2 separate regions of the Zea mays genome follow, and region 1 is linked to region 2. The links are chromatin contacts, called in public Hi-C maps. All regions are on one chromosome and are shown on one strand. The core of a region is the stretch at or near the end of the contact, and the rest is flanking DNA. Distances in the headings are between cores, read along the strand shown. Region 1 holds the start of LOC103654933. Region 2 holds the start of LOC542618 (Rho-related protein from plants 2).

Evidence for each region. A called contact is a pair of places that touch in the nucleus more often than the background predicts.
Region 1: a contact with region 2 is called in a Hi-C map of ear, with 2.3 times the contacts expected there. The contact joins the promoter of LOC103654933 here to the promoter of LOC542618 in region 2. A contact is called at or near these places in 4 of 25 Hi-C or Micro-C datasets (ear, endosperm, leaf and 1 more).

What each region holds. Positions count from the first base shown.
Region 1 is chr4:246,855,853-246,860,762 of Zm-B73-REFERENCE-NAM-5.0, forward strand. LOC103654933 reads right to left here and starts at 2,395. Exons shown (of 3, transcript XM_008681737.4): 1 at 1,707-2,395; 2 at 1,453-1,530; 3 at 1-621. The coding sequence starts at 2,021. The coding sequence ends at 244. LOC100501708 reads right to left here. Exons shown (of 13, transcript NM_001323287.1): 13 at 4,461-4,910. The coding sequence ends at 4,752.
Region 2 is chr4:246,682,352-246,687,405 of Zm-B73-REFERENCE-NAM-5.0, forward strand. It overlaps LOC542618 (Rho-related protein from plants 2), which reads right to left and starts at 2,721. Exons shown (of 7, transcript NM_001112145.2): 1 at 2,243-2,721; 2 at 953-1,040; 3 at 736-845; 4 at 380-443. The coding sequence starts at 2,341. LOC542656 (bifunctional protein FolD 4, chloroplastic) reads right to left here. Exons shown (of 5, transcript NM_001308477.1): 5 at 4,147-4,870. The coding sequence ends at 4,700.

The DNA of each region.
Region 1 (4,910 bases), core at 1,145-3,644, 170 kb after region 2:
TTCTACACATGCTGAATATGAACAACACCTCGAAGTTCCTCTTCCCCCTCGTTCTCCCACCCAATCTCATTCTAACATTCTTTATCCAAGAAAGGAAAAAAACAATCACTAGCACTGCAACAAATACTTAGCTGCTACAGTAGCACGCTGCTGCCGCTGCCGCCGCCACCCTACAGGCTACAGCTAGTCCGGTTCGACTAGGCTGGCCGCCACGCCTCAAAACTTGGACGCGCGTCGTCGCCCTCAGCACCCGGCGGCGCGCCGCACCCTGCTCCTGCTCGACACCAGCGGGCACGCCGCCTTGGCCCGCAGGATCTCGAGGCGGCGGCGGCGCGCGCCCGCCGACACGGCCGCCTTCTGCAGCGCGGCCCGCAGCTGCGCCTGCCGGTACCACTCCGCGGCGGCGGCGGCCGCGGCCGCCCGCGCCCGGGCCTCCTGCTGCTCCTCGCCCTCGTCGTCGGCCGCTGCCTGCGCCCGCGCCTGCGCTCGAGCCCGGGCCCGCGCGCGCGCCCGCGCGCGCGCCGGCTGCTGTTCCCCCTCGTCGTCGGCCGCCGCCCGCGCCGGCTCGTTCAGGTCCAGCACCACCAGCGCCGGCAGGTCCTCCTGCTCCTTCCTCCCGACCTGCGAAAGCGACACGTACGTAGCCAGGGTGCTGCGGCGTCAGTTCGAGATTGGATGATTGGAACTCATTACTCAACTCCCCCTTTCAGCTGCTCTCTCTCTTTCTCTCAGCGCGCGCGTGCGTACGTATGCACGCATGGGCATCGAGAGCCGTTCGTGACGACACGGCGTCAGGCCTCCTACTAAATCGGGAAAGGCGTCAAACCAATCACAGAAGGGAACGGTTTTATACTCTACCTGGCATGAGTACTATAGACGGTCAATGGCGATCGGGAGATTGGAATCGAAACTAAAAATTCCTCTTTTTTTCGTGTTGGATGGCTGAGTTCTCGGAGATGGTTTTGTTTTTGGGGAAAAAAAGGTCGCAGCTTTCGATCCTTGTTGGGGGTGGGGATGAGATGGGCGAGCAGAGCTGGAGTGGTTGTGGTTGCCGTCCGCACAAACACGCAAGCGAGCAAAACCGAGCGCCCAAGAATTGAGCAGCAAGAAACCGTGCCCCGCCCCGGTACCCAGTCTCCGTGGCAACTGGCAACCACGGCTACCAGATTGACGGAAAGCGACCGCCAGAGAAAGGATCCATCCAGCAGCACCTCGTGCGACGGTGCGAGTGCAACTGCTTCACCAAGGCTCTCGTTCGCTCGTGCTCCTCCAGCTCCGCATCCGACCGAGCTCTGCTGTGCCGGGGACGCCGCAGCCGCTTGAATTTCTCTAATCAATGGCTCGAGGTCGCTAGTCGCACACAAGCAAGCAATCGACGGGAGACAGACACGAACAGAAGAAGATCTAAACTCCCGAGGAAGAAAAAGGGAGTGGGGAGGAGGAAGGGTTGACCTGGAGTGGACGCGCGTTCTCCCGGGGCTGGGACAAGCTCGCCGCCGCCTCGCCGAGCTGCTGTTCCTCCTCCGCCCACTGCGAGCAGTCCATCCAAGGCAGATTAATTGTCGCCCGTCCGGCCACTAGAGAAATTTTCCACCACCTAATTTTATTTTTTTTTAAAAAAAACGGAAAGCGAAGCGACGAAGGAAGACCCGCAGCGGCGGCGCCGGCTGAGGCGCGCGCGCAGATCTCGCGCGCGGGAGGCTCACCTGGTCCAGCGGGGGAGCTACGGCGACCTCGCCCTTGTCCTCCGGCGGCGCGTCGTCCCCGCCGCTCTCCGGGTACGCGAGCGGGGTGTCGGGGCTAGCGGCCCCGCCCCTCTCGGCGGCGGCGGGAGCCGGGACCGGGGAGGGCTTGACCTCCGGCATCGACCGCGGCCGGCGCCGGCCCCACGAGAGGATCTCCAGGTGCGGGGCCGCGGCGCGCGCGCGCTGGCGCCGCCGGTGCCGCGACCGCACGAGCCTGCTTATGTCGCACAGAATGGCGGCCACCTCCAGCTGCTCGGTCTCCGCCGCATCCTCCATGGGCGGGCGCCGCGCCGGGGGGTCTGTGTTCGGTGGCTGCGGAATCGGGCGGCGGCGGCGGCGGCGGCGCGATGTGGGCGGGCGGGCGGGCGAGCGAGCGGATTGCTTCCTGGGCTCCCCTCCGCTCCCAGGCCGTGTGGTTTAATAGGGGCGGGCGAGCGCCGTGGCGCCACGTGGCGACGCGGCCGCGGGGATTGGGTTGCCGCCGGGAGGATGACACGCAGGGCCCTCCCCACAGGGACTGACTCGCGCCGTGTGGTTCTGTTGCTGGTGGCTGGTGCTCGCGGTGGGCACGCCGCCTCTTCCTTTCCCTTTCCCTCTCCTCTCCTCTCCTCCACGGTCCGGGCTAGATTTCCATTCTCTCCGTATTCCGGTTCTCGCGTGCAGTGTGGTGGACTGGAGCTGGAGGCTCCGGCCCCCGGTTTTGGGGGTTTGTTTCTTCTTTTTTCCTTGTTGCCTTGTTCTCGTCTCGCCCTGGATTTATCCGGCGCCAAAGCTGCTTTTCCTGCGGCGATGCGTTTTTTTACTCGTCACATACTGTTACATTTGATCCGGTATTTTAATTTGTTAGCTCTTTTCAAATTATTCGCATTTATATATGTGTTTTTACACTATGATCTCGGCACCATAGTTCATGTGCCAATATATTTGGTATGGGGACCAATTTGGCGCTTCAGCCCACGGGGTGTTTGGTTACCCTAAACTAAACTTTAGCCCCTATCACATCGAATGTTTGAACCTCCGTTCCGGGTATTAAATGTAGTCGGATTATAAAACTAATTTGTCAGCCGAAGATTAAAAGACGAGACGAATCTAGTCCAGTTGGTTGGGTCTATATTTCATACTCCTATTTAAAAGTCAAACGTTTGATGTGACCCGAGCTAAACTTTAGCAGGGGCAACCAAACACCCCCTTAAGACTCTTTTTGGTTGATAGACTAAAGATTAGTCTCTCCATTTTAGTTTCATTTAAATTCTAAATTATTATATGGTGGGACCAAAACATGAACTAAATTGTTTTAGTCTCTATTTCTTCAAAGGGTGACTAAGGCTCTGTTTTAAACTCACAAGATAAACTTTATCAACTTTTTAGCTATTTTTAGCCATTTGGTGATCTAAATAGGAGAGCTAATGGTGGTGTGATAAAATTTAGCACCTATTATCTCATAATCTGCTCAAGGGGTGCTAAAAGGGGCTAAACGTGGGCCAGAGAACCTCATTTTCTACCCCATACCCTCCAACCACATTCTCTTTCCGCATTAGGGGCATGTGTGTCTTTTTCTAATGTGCTAAACTTTATTAGAGTAGTCCAAACACACAAGGAGCTAAACTTTAGCACTTCAATTCATATGGCTAAAGTTTAACAGGAAACTAAAGTTTATCCCGTGAAATTGAACAGGGCCTAAAAGAGACTAAATCATATTAATCCTATCTTTTAATCCTATCTTTGTATGATAGTTTGAGTGTTTCATTTTGAAAGCACTTCAATTATAGTTTAAGTTTAAACACACTTTCAATTGGAGTACCAAGTGTGAGCACTCTCAATTCTTGTTACTACAAGTTTGAAATATGTCCCTTCACAACATTTGTACAGTTCTTGTGTTTGGGAACATCTGTACAATATGGTTTCAATTGGCAAGGTCAGAGCAAACGATAGGCTGCCTTTGGCCCGAGCAACATCTGTACATTGCCTCTCGGAGGCGTCCTGCATCACGCACAAGGTTAGACTCACATGGCCAGTTTGCCTTTACCACGGTGGAATCTGGCATTTACCTTGCCTTCTACCAGCAACAAATTTAGACATGGCAATTCCGTCACTGTTTGTTTCAGCATGTGTATTGTGAGAAGCTGCACAAGCTAACAAATTAGCATCTGCAGTGGCGAGAATGTCGTCAATGCCAGCCCAATTCATGTGTCTTCTCTGACTCGCGCTTAGGTTGTTTCAAAAAATTTAGGGTTAATTTATTAGTAGTCTGTTGTGGATTTAGATTTTTTTAGGAAACGTTTTTTACATCAGCCCCTAATATTAAGTTTTGGGGAACAATTTTATAGCAGTCTTTTGGAGTCGCTCTAAAGTCTAAACATGTTAATTACAATTGAGCCCTCCCTCTTCAGACACAACAAGATCATCTACAGTTAATTCACCTGCAATTCACTTGCATTTGGGTCACTGATTTATAGGCCCGATCTAGAATAAGGGACCTTTGGTAGGGCTCCGGTTCCTCTAAAAACAGGGTTCCTCTAAAAACAGTTTCAGCACTGACTCACCTGGCTCTTTGGTTTCTCTAAAAAGTCAGAGCTGCTTTGCAATTCATTTGGTAAAACAGTTTTCTTGTGTTTATCTTAAAGGATGTGTGAGTAAAATGTAGAAGGATCCGTTAGGAGCCATATTTTTTGTGCTCTCTCTCTTTTAGAGGGCTTTCGATAAGAAGCTATTTTTTTATAACCGTTTGATAGAGATTGAAGATGAGCCAGAGTTAGAGCCGTAGGCATTGCCAAAAGGGCTCTCACTCTAAATACCAGTGGCCTGCAGTTTAGTCCCCTCTGGTACCATGCATAACCCTATTTCCTGAGTGTATAAATAAAACACAACCTTATGCATCTCACTTTCTTTTTCTTTTTTGCAACATCCCACTTTTTTACTGCTAAGATGTTGTATATTATCCACTATAAATTAGTGCGTCTGAATAGTAGTATCAATCAGCTGATCAGCAGCAGAAGGGAGGCCAGGCTACATCAACCTCAGCTGCTGCGGCTGCCTGCCACCTTGGTACGGCGCGCAGAAGAGCTCCATCTGCGGCGGCCGTGGCGGCGACGGCATCTCCGGGGGAGCAAGCATGCCCATCGGTCGCAGCGACGACGAAATGCCGTGCCACGCTGCCGCCGGAGA
Region 2 (5,054 bases), core at 1,471-3,970:
TAACAGGAAGTACAGTCAATTCAAACAGGTATATTTATAATATTTTGTAAACCAGGTAGGATCCCTGCTTTTATATTTGTTCAGAAAAAAGGTTTTACAGAGTACTGAGCTTACCAGTTCACCAAATGCACAAATGCAAATTCAGGCAACAACACGAGCGACAACTACTCTATCCATGCTTATATCGTGTACAGATTTTTGTCATCATGTGATATTATAACATCATTGCCAAATTCATGCACTATTATGATAAAAACAACTGCCAAATGTGATCCTATCTAACCGAAAGTCCAATCAATTGATCTATCAGAAACTAGCATAATCAATTTTGCAAGCACCGAAGGTTGGATTTCAAAAAGAAGGACCGAATCATTCTTACCAAGCTTTGTCCCTACGAGAATAATTGGCACACCAGGTGCATAATGCTTCAGTTCAGGTATCCACTGAAAATAGAAGGGGTTCAGAGTCAGCAAACAAAAAGTTTGGGAGCCATCTATATTAATCCTATTCAAAAATGGATTTTGGAGAACTGTTTCAGTACACATTTAGTAATTTGTTTCACTGAGAAAAAAGTAATCACTCTGAATATGGTCAAGCCAGAAGCAATGAATTTTATCATATAATCAGCTAAATGAAGACTGTAAGGTAAATGAGCTAAAAACAAGCATTTCCAGAGGACGCTGGACTAAAGAAAACACAAAGCCAAATAATAGAAAATAAGAATCAGAGCCTTGCCTTCTTCGAAACATTCTCATAGCTGGCCTTACTGATCAGTGAGAAAGCCAGAAGAAAAACATCAGCTCCACGATAGCTCAGTGGTCTCAGTCTGTTGTAATCCTCTTGACCTGCGGCAGTTGCAAAGATGAAGTTCAACCATTTTGATAAACAAGGAAAAAGGATATGCACAAAGGGGGGAAAAGCATCAAAGTAACAAAATAGGATAGCTGGTCACCTGCAGTGTCCCAGAGGCCGAGGTTGACAGTATTACCATCAACCACAACGTTGGCACTGAAGTTATCAAACACTGTCGGAACATAGTCCTGGCAAAAGAGCAATGGCGACAACAGTAAGTGTACTGCATGTATCACTAAAAGTGCAACTAATTCATAAACCAGAAAAATAGGCAAAGGACAGTGGGAGAGGACAAGAGGGTATGAATGAAGGCACATCGCACGCCACTGTAAATTCAAAGAAACTAAAAAGTTTGTCTGAATGTCTGAGGATAACCCTACAAAATAATACACTAGACCCTCCACAAGCATGGGGGGCGGCGGTCCACAGTGGTCCTCCGGATATACTAGCCCATGGTCACGCTAATACTCAGGGCTCCAAGCTAACCTACTGCAAGGCACGGCTGAAAATCAAAATCACATCTTTCGAGAGAGAAAATCCAATGCAATGGGTATAGACACATAGTACTCTGATACATAGTCAAAAAAAAATTCTTGAAAGAGATGTTTTCTATTGGAAAATGAGAGGGCATGCGTAAAAAAATCCAGTGATATGGATATACCACACTGGTACAGGGCCAAAAAAAAAGTTATTTCAAAGAGATATTTCGTATTGGAAAAGGTGGAGGGGGCACGCGTGAAAAGCTAGCGACACTCTTGGTGCAACAACCAGTGTGGAATTGCGTAAAGTGAGGCAATGGCAATCCATTTCACCAACCATACGGAAGGCGTGACTTCCAGGGCGAGGGTACAGGGCAGGCAGGCGGGCAGGCAGGGTAAACTTAAAAAGAGGTCGAGAAAGTGATCTCGGTCTGGTTGATGAAACGGATCGAGGCGGGGTGCAGCAGGGAAAGGGAAAGCGAGCAGATTTGCAAGGGAATCTACATTTCCCCAGGTTTCTTAGAAACTGTAACGGTAATTTCTACACGAGCGAGGCAATTCCTGCAAACCCAGCGCGCTGAAGAGGCCGTTTTGGGTCTGATTTGAGAACAGCGCAGGAGAAGATGAGATCCCCTTTCGGTTTCCTCCAAAACCAACGGGCAGCTGGCGTGGTACTGGTACGCGACCGACCGAACCCTAATAATAATTACAAAAACGAAAAGTTGGCACAGCCGCATTGTCGTGACCGGGGCGGAATTGACGAGCGCGGGGCGAATCGGGGGGAATTCCCACCGAATCCAACGCCCCAGATCGATCAAGAACGCCGTCGCAATTCAAAATCCCGGACCGGGACCCCCCAAAAAAAAATGAAACCTCTCCAGCGGAGCAACAATGAGGAGGAAGGAGCGTACGGTGGGGAAGGTGTTGGAGGTGTAGGAGATGAGCATGCAGGTCTTGCCGACGGCGCCGTCCCCGACCGTGACGCACTTTATGAACCTGGACGCGCTCATCCTCTTCCGCCCTCCCTCTCGCTACGGGGGTGGCTGGGGGGAGAGAGAGGCCTCCTAGGTGGTCTTGCTCGTACCTCCTGCTGGTCGTCTGAAGAAGATAGGCGGTGGAGGAAAGGGGGGCGAGCGTCTGGTTTGAGGGAGGAAGAAGGGGGAGAGGAAGCCGGGTGGCGGGTGGTTAAGATCGGGAGGGAGGGGAGCCGCGGACAAATGGAGGGAGGCGCGGGCGAGGCGGGAGAGGGTTGCGGAGGCGGAGGGAGGGAAGCGGTCTCCGCGCCGGGACGGTGGGTGCTAGTGGTGGTGGGGAGGGGAGGGTAGAGTGGGTGGTGGTGGCCCGGCGCGGTGGTGGGTGGGGAGGGAAGGAAGGAGAGAGAGAGAGAGAGGGGTGGCCACGGTGTGCGCGCGCATCATTTCCTTCTTTATTATTGCACTGCCTCTGCCTGCCAAACTTGCCCCCGTGTATTATTAGGTTATCATCAAGCCTAATCCACCGCATATTTAAAACTCTAAAGTAAGGGCATGCTTGTTTTCTCGCAGAATTATAGTATAATCCAGTTTATTTTATAAAGATTATATAATCCAGCCTACTATAGATGTTTGTTTAAATAAAAAATTAGTGGGTAAAATGTTAGACAATAATCTATAATAAGCATCTATAAAAAGCTTTATAAACTCGTGTTTACCAAGTTGCTAAATAGTTATTGGAATTAGAAAAGCAGTTTAATCTCTGATAGTTCATGATATTTACAGAGTAATTAAATTTTGAATCTAGTTTTAGTAGGCCTGCTCCCTTCGGATCTGGCTGACAATAGGGTCGAGAGCATATAAATGTCGAGGGTGAAGAACAAGGCCGGTAGTGCATGACATGTGGGGGAGCGATGGTTCGGCGGCGCGGCCTATGGGGTGGCAGTGGACTGACGATGGAAAATAAGCTTTGTGTCATACCTAGTGCTGTGCGGGAAATGGAAAAAAAAGAGTGCGTCGAATTTAGCTACTATGAGATCGACGTTAACTGTGTTTAGAAAGTTTTTATCCGATTGCCAAACTTGAAAAGTAAATTGGATTGGATAGGGAGTAATTAAATTTAGCAAGCTTATTAATTTAGAGAACTATTGGAGACGTGTTTTTTTTGTTCACTTCTAAATTTTAAAATTTAGAAGTTGTTTAGAGAACTATTGTAGTCCACACTCTAGTAGGATTAGTGTTGTTACTGTTGTCACGCTATCTCAGTTTTTTTTCTTGTTGATTTATCAATATTATATTCACCGGTTGCGATGAGATTGTTCACGCTCTACTCTAGGAATATCATAATATCGCAGTGCCGATACTTTCGTACGTCAGGCTAAATAACGCATGCTTCCAAGTGACGTTTATTCAGCAACGGAAAAGCCAATGTGGCAGTACCATTTCCCAAAAAAATGTTGCTTTGCTTAACTGCTATCAACTGCCCTCCTACTGTCTCTCGTCCTCTTGATCATGTCTGCTCCCTAATCATCACGCCATTTCTCCTTCCATACGCGTCTTCCAGTGTATATATATTTTTATCTTAACGTGCCTTTCATTTGGGGTCACTACTCACTAGCACTTTTAAGAGTGCATTCTCGCTTCTATTTTCTAATGAACGCCAGTCTAGCACTTTTAAGAGTGCATCTCGCTTATATTTTCTAATGAACGCGACAGTGTGTGTTTGGTTGGATATACATGAAAGAGTATAAGGGAACGACTATAATTTCTATAGTGTTTAGATGAGATTCACATAGGAACAAGTTAAATACCGAAGTAGTTTTTAATAGCGACGTAATCCAAAAAAATCGAAGAGACAGTGTCACACCCGTCTCATCACACTTTAACCTCAAACCAAACACATACTCGCTCAACCAACTGCTACTGCGTTTAGGTGGCCACCAAATACACCAGCATGCGTGTGCAGTGCAGTGTACCACACACACAAAAAAAAAAACGGGGGCAGACAGACAGACAGACAGCTAATGAAATCGGGGATCCAACTGGACAGATCAGGCATTATCCCACGTCGACAACGGCACCCACCAGTCACAGCCACAGTCACTCACAACACAGGTACCCTGATCATGGCATGGAGACAAGTTTCTGCTGATCCGGTCGGATGCGTGCGGCAGAATTCATCCAAGATTTACTGGCACCTCAGATTCACCTGGTGCCATATTTTTATCAAGCACAATACCCTAACAAAGTGTCAAGCTGGGATTTCCCATCTCATCTGCGTCAAAATTTATTTAATTATTTATTTATTTTTTCCCTACGACCCCTGCACTAGTCTGGCTTGGCTGGCAGGGCCAACGCCTTCGCTTCTCTCTGCTGGACGGACGGTGGGTGCGGCGGCTACTTGAATCCGTGGATCCGTCTAGCCGACTCGAGCGTGTTCGACAGAAGCATCGCGATCGTCATCGGCCCGACGCCGCCTGGGACCGGCGTGATGGCTCCGGCGACCTTGGAGGCTTCCTCGTAGCAGACGTCCCCGACGAGCCTGTACCCGCGGGGGCTCTCTGGGTCCTGCGTCATCATTCCAAATCACACTGGTAAGCAAATCAAATCGCCAAGGGAGTTGCATGGAGACACAATCACACAAGGAGCTAGGAGAAAAGAGACGGTGCTTGCTACTATGATATGCAGAACACAGCTCGGATGTGACAGCATGCAGAACCAGGCTCATGGAACATGAGAGCCATGTTTAAGA